Linked DNA regions of Mus musculus: region 2 is linked to region 1. A link is a contact called in public Hi-C data. All regions are on one chromosome and are shown on one strand. Each heading gives the region's core, a stretch centred on a gene start, on an enhancer-like site or on the middle of the called end of the contact. The rest is flanking DNA. Distances are from core to core; before and after follow the strand shown.

The links. Hi-C and Micro-C count contacts between places; a contact is called where the count stands out from the background.
Region 2: a contact with region 1 is called in a Hi-C map of liver, with 2.3 times the contacts expected there. The contact joins the promoter of Akr1c20 here to the promoter of Akr1c6 in region 1. A contact is called at or near these places in 2 of 39 promoter capture datasets (liver and neural stem cells), 2 of 484 Hi-C or Micro-C datasets (both in liver) and 3 of 9 other capture datasets (adipose tissue, liver and pancreatic islet).

What each region holds. Positions count from the first base shown.
Region 1 is chr13:4,432,802-4,435,927 of GRCm38.p6, forward strand. It overlaps Akr1c6 (aldo-keto reductase family 1, member C6), which reads left to right and starts at 1,542. Exons shown (of 9, transcript NM_030611.3): 1 at 1,542-1,673. The coding sequence starts at 1,590.
Region 2 is chr13:4,521,686-4,524,811 of GRCm38.p6, forward strand. Akr1c20 (aldo-keto reductase family 1, member C20) reads right to left here and starts at 1,659. Exons shown (of 9, transcript NM_001311132.1): 1 at 1,546-1,659. The coding sequence starts at 1,629.

The DNA of each region.
Region 1 (3,126 bases), core at 292-2,791:
TTTTTATTTCTGGTCTTTAGATTTTATACATAGAGAAGTTTTTAATTGTGTTCTTTGTAATTTTCTTGTTATGGTTGTATCCACAACTTTAGGACCAACTTCAAAGGCCTATGATCAAAGAAGAAAAGATCAATAACATTGAAACTTCAGTACAGTTGAGCAATATGTCTTAGCTATTTTGTTTTGATAATGATACTATCCTGCACTTATGTAAAAATATCTTCAGGACCCTGTTTGAATGGGAATTTGTTTTTCTCCATGGAACTCATTTTCCTTAGTAAAGTTACAGTGAATTATCCTTTATTCTTCAACTCTCAGTCAACCTACGCAAACCTTTCTTTTTATTCTCCATTCCCTTTCTGACGTTAAGACCTTCAGGGAGGGTCCATGTCTTTGTGTAGCATGATTCTAACTTAAAATGTAGGACTGACAGCTATTGGTATGTAATTAGGTAGGTCTACATGGACCAAGAAACTTGGCTCAATAGTTGTGCAGTAGAAATGGATTGGTTATTCAGAGACTTAGGTCTGTTCTGTGAGACAGCAGATTCCTCTCCTAATGTTTTCCAGAAATTAACAAGCTCAAAGTCATTCAAACCTAAGTAGTTATGAAGCCATAAACACGCAGATGTATTTACTGAATTTCAAAAATATCATTAATTGTTTTATGATTCTTTTGTGTATGTTGTAAATTGTTTTTGGTAAAAAGTTGATTGGGCACTTAAATAAGGCAATTTCCACTGCATATTTGTAAGAATTGTGCCTGTGTCACTGGGTATTCTAATGAGATATAGAGAAGAAAGATACAAGATGTAATTTACAAATGGATATGTTCAGCTCTCTTTTTTTTCTGTTCTTACACTTGTTAATAATTTATTTTAATGTTTAGTTGTATTTATAGTCTCTGTTTATATATACATATTAACAAGTGTGTTTTATAAGATAGGTAATTGTTTTAATAACAAGAATCTTTATAACCACCAGCACAGGTATGCAGCATTTCATAGTTGGAATCATTTGTAGCTTCCTTCCTTTCTCCCCTTGCTCTCTGCTCCTCTACCCTTCTCTTTTGTTTTCTTTATGATGTTTAGAATGAACCCAGCATTGTAGACACGATAGGCAAGGTTTTTGCCACTGAGCTGCATTCCAGCTTTTTAATTATCTTAAGAATTTCTCATCCATGAAAGTTGGGGATGGAGAGATGGCTCAGAGGTTAAGAGTGCTCTCTGCTATTCCAGAGGTCCTGGGTTTGATCATCAACACCAGCATACAACTAAGAACTATCAATATCTCCAGTTTCAGAAGATTGTATGCACTTTCTGACTTCCATGGGCATTAGTCATGCTTGTAGTGCATGATATAGATGTAGAAATATACCTATAAACATAAAATAACAATAAACAAATCACAGAAATTTAAAACAGAATTCATTCCAGTTTCCTCTTTATGTGTGCAAAGCTGCTTTCATCTTTTTCAACAAACTGCATTGGTTACTCATTACAAGGACATCTAGGATAAGGCCAAGCATTTATTTGCTGTCCTGTGAAAGAAGCCAGAATAGTATCTTCTCAGTTGGTGGGCTGAGAAGCCATGGATTCTAAGCAGCAGACAGTGCGTCTAAGTGATGGTCACTTCATCCCTATACTGGGGTTTGGTACCTATGCACCTCAAGAGGTAATGATAGCAATTGGGGTTGAGAGTTGAAACAAAGAGAGAATTTGGTAGGTGGGTTGATATGGTATGCACAGTCATTGAATTCTGATGTGATTCTTCAGGGCTAACCTAATTCTCTGTTTTAGCAGTCTAGAGTTCTTCCTTGTGCAAGGAAAAGGCAGATGACATTCAGCATCAGGGACTTATCCAAGAGCCTAGTTCCAGATTATTGTGAGCACTAGTTTTTCCTTTCATTTTTCTCCATCCCAATTAGGGAGAGAAAATGAAATACAGCTAAGAGCGCTGCCTGAGCAACACTGATCCTGAGTATATTTTTGAAAAGTGCTTTATCTGCTGCAAAACTGTGCTGTTCTTGTTCATATGCTTGGTAGTTTTATATCACCTTGATGCAAGCTAAAGTCATTTGAGAAGAGGATATGCCAATTAAGAAAATACCTCCATAATATCAAGTTGTAGGGAATTTTCTAAATTAGTGATTGATGTTGGAGAGCCCAGTCCATTATAGGGGATGCCATCAATGGGTTGCTGGTCCTGAGTTCCATAAGAAAGCACACCAAGCAAGCCAAAAAGAGGAAACTGGTAAGCAGCACCCCTCTATTGCCTTTGCAATAGCTGATTCCATCAACAGGAGTTCCTTGCGTTTCTGCCTTGACTTCCCTGAGTGATGGAGTGTGACATTATTGTTGTAAGATGTAATGAACCCTTTTCTCTATGAGTTGCTTTTGGTCATGGTGTTTTGTCAAAGGAATAGAAACTCGAAGACAATGAACCCTGGAGAAACATATTCCACTTTTTGCCTTCAACTTTATACTATAAAATAAACTTTCTTATGTGCTTACTACAGTACCATTACATTTTTATCCTTTAATGCGGTTCTGTATTTTTAATTAAAATTTATCCTACTTGACAAAAAATGTAATTTAATTCCAATCACAATTCCTACAAAATAAGAAATTGAAGCTTAAAAGAGGGCATGTATGTGGGTAATTTTTTTGTATGATGCTCTTAATTTCCTAGATATAGATCTCTTCTTTTGAACATACATCCTGCTGAAAGTTTTAATATTTGCTGTGCAGGCAAAATGGCGTTGTAAAAGACTTTATACTATACCACTATCTCCTCAAGTTCCTTTTGACAAACAACTTTTGATGATACCTAGCCATCTTCTAATTTCATAATGTTATCTTTTTATGATATTGTTGACATCTTCTTATTTCATAACAGAAGGATGGAAGTTTTCTATGAACTGCCTGTGCAAAAAGTAGGGCTCATGTCTACATGCTTTTATCTAGGATGAAATAAGCCAGGGGTGGTTGTGTAAGAATGAATAAATGAACATCCTAGAAATGAAGACTGCAAAATGTTTCTATTTAAACACCTGCATTTTTGCAAATTCAATATTATAGACTTTGATATAATCTCTGCAACTTCCCTGGAAGAAGGCTCATAGATG
Region 2 (3,126 bases), core at 409-2,908, 89 kb after region 1:
AGATCCTACTACAAAAGACTATATTCAACAAAACTGAAAAATCTGGATGAAATAGACAATTTTCTAGACAGATATCAAATGTGAAAATCAAATCAGGACCAGGTCAACTAACTAAACAGTTCCATAATCCCTAAAGAAAGAGCAACAGTCATTAAAAGTCTCTCAACCAAAAAAAGCCCAGGACCAGATGGACTTGGTGCAGAATTCTACCGGATGTTCATAGAAGACCTAATGCCAATATTCTTCAATCTATTCCACAAAACAGAAACACAAGGAACCCTCCCCAATTTGTTCTATGAAGCCACAATTATGATTATACCTAAACCAAACAAAGAAAACAAAGAGAACTTCAAACTACTTTCCCTTATGAATATTGATATAAAAACACTCAATAAAATTCTCATACACCGAATCCAAGAACACATCAAATGTTTCAACCATCATGATCAAGTAGACATCATCCCAAGAATGCAGTGATGGTTCAATATACGGAAATCCATCAACATAATCCACTATGTAAATAAACCCAAGGAAAAAATTTACATGATCATCACATTAGATGCTGAAAAAGTTTCTATTCTTGTGATAAAATACCATGACCAAAAGCGATTCATAGAAAAAAGGGTTCATCTTACAACACTCATGTCACATTTCATCACTCAGGGAAGTAAAGGCAGAAACTCAAGAAACTCCTGTTGGAGGAAGGAGTTATTGCAAAAGTAATGGAAAGTGCTGCTTACCAGTTTCCTCTTTTTGGCTTGCTCAGTGTGCTTTCTTATGGAACTCAGTACCACCAGCCCAGTGATGGTTACCACCCACAATAGACTGTTCTGGAGCAAAAGACCCTTACTTTCCATTAACTTAGAAAATTCCCTGCAACCTGATATTATGTAGTTATTCTCTTAATGGATATATCTGCCTTCCAAATGACTTTAGCTTGTGTCAACTTGAGGTAAAACTACTCAACACATGAAAAAAACAAACAAACAAACAAACAAACAAACACAGTTTTAAAGCAGGTGAAGTATTTTCAAAAATATACTCAGTATCAAATTTCATCAGGCAGTGTTCTTGCTAGCTTGATTTCTTTCCTTCCTTCCTTCCTTCCTTCCTTCCTTCCTTCCTTCCTTCCTTCCTTCCTTCCTTCCTTTCTTCTTTCTTTCTCTCTTTCTGTCTGTCTGTCTCTCTTTCTTTCTTTTTCTCTCTTTCTCTCTCTCTCTCTCTCTCTGTTTCTTTCTTTCTTTCTTTCTTTCTTTCTTTCTTTCTTTCTTTCTTTCTTTCTTTCTTTCTTTCTTTCTTTCTTTCTTCCTAATTGGGATGGAGAGAAATGGAAGGGAAAACTGGTACCCGCAATAATCTCGAGCTAGGCTCTTGGATCAGTCCATCATGCTTAATGTCACATCTGCCTTTTACTTGCAAAAGGACTAACTCTAGACTGCTAAAAAGAGAACCAGGTTAGCGCTGAAGAACCATATCAGATTCAATGACTGCACCTACCCAAACTCTCTATATGTTTTAACCCTCAACCACAACTGCTATCATTACCTCTTGAGGTGCAGAGGTACCAAACCCGAGTATAGGGATGAAGTGACCATCATTTAGAAGAACTGTCTGCTGCTTGGAATTCATGGCTTCTCAGTCCTCTGACTGAGAAGATACTGAGCTGGCTTCTTTCACAGGACAGAAAATAAATAAATGCTTGGCCTTGTCCTAGATGTCCTTGTAATGAGTAACCAAGGCAGTTTGACAGAAGAAATGAAAGCAGCTTTGCACACATGAAGAGGAAACTGGAACAAATTGGTTTAAACTTTTGTGATTTATTTTTTGTTATTTTATGTTTGTAGGTTTTATGTCATATATTACATGCATGACTGATGATAATGGAGGTCAGAAAAGGGCATACAATCCTCTGAAACTGGAGATACTGATAGTTATTAGCTGCTCTGTGGGTGTTGATGTTTAAAGCCAGGACCTCTGGAGTACTAGCCAACATTCTTAATCTCTGAGTCATCACTCTCAAGCCCCAACTTTTCAAGAATGAGAAATTCTTAAGATAATTAAAAAGCTGGGATGCAGCGCAGTATAAAAAACTTTGCCTATCTTGTGTCTATAATGCTAGTTTCATTTCAGACATCATAGAGAAACCAGAAGAGAAAGGAAAGGGAGCAGAAAGCAAGGGAGAAAGAGAACAGAAGGGTGAGGCTACTGATGATTCCAAACCACTAATTTTTTATAATACAGCCTTATTAGAAGCAACCATGTGTTCTTTTAAATTATTAAAAATGAATGAACTATGCTGATTATATCTCAGGCTACGGAATGGCTCATACCTATTTCTTTATTAGCTTTGTTGTAGTGTTATTTGTTATAAAGATTCTTCTTATTAAAGCAATTACATATCATATAAAACACTTGTTTCATACATATATACAAAGAATTGAAATTCTATTAAACATTAAAATAAACTGTCCTCAAGTGTTAGAGCTGAAAAAATTAGAGAACTGAACACATGCACATTTGTGAAGTACATCCTATATCTTCCTTCTGTGTATCTCATTAGAATAACCTGTGACACAGGTGCAGTTCTTAAAAATACGTTGTGCAAATCATCACATTACTAAGATATGAAAGCTGTGTCCAAAGTACTTTTTAACAAGGAAAATTTGCAACATACACAAAAGAATCATAAAGCTATTAATGATATTTTTGAAACTCACAAAATACATTTGAGTGCTTATGGCTTCGTTGTGACATATATTGGAAGGATTTCCAGCTTGTTAACTTCTGGAAAATATTAGGAAAGGAATCTGCTGTCTAACAGAGTTGGCCTAAGTCTCCAAGTTACCAATTCATATCTACTTCACATCTATTGCCCCAAATTTATTGTTTCATAGAGATCTACCTTATCTACTTGCCTATAACAGTCAGTCCTAACTTTTAGGATAGTATCATGCTAGACAAAGACATGGACCCTTCCTGGAGATCTTAACATCAGAAAGGGAACGGAGAATAAAAGGAAATATACAGTTTTGCCTAAAGTTGACTGAGACTTGAAGAATAAAGGATGATTCACTTTAACTTTGTCAAGAGAAATGAGTTTCCATGATGAAAAAAAAAATCCCATTT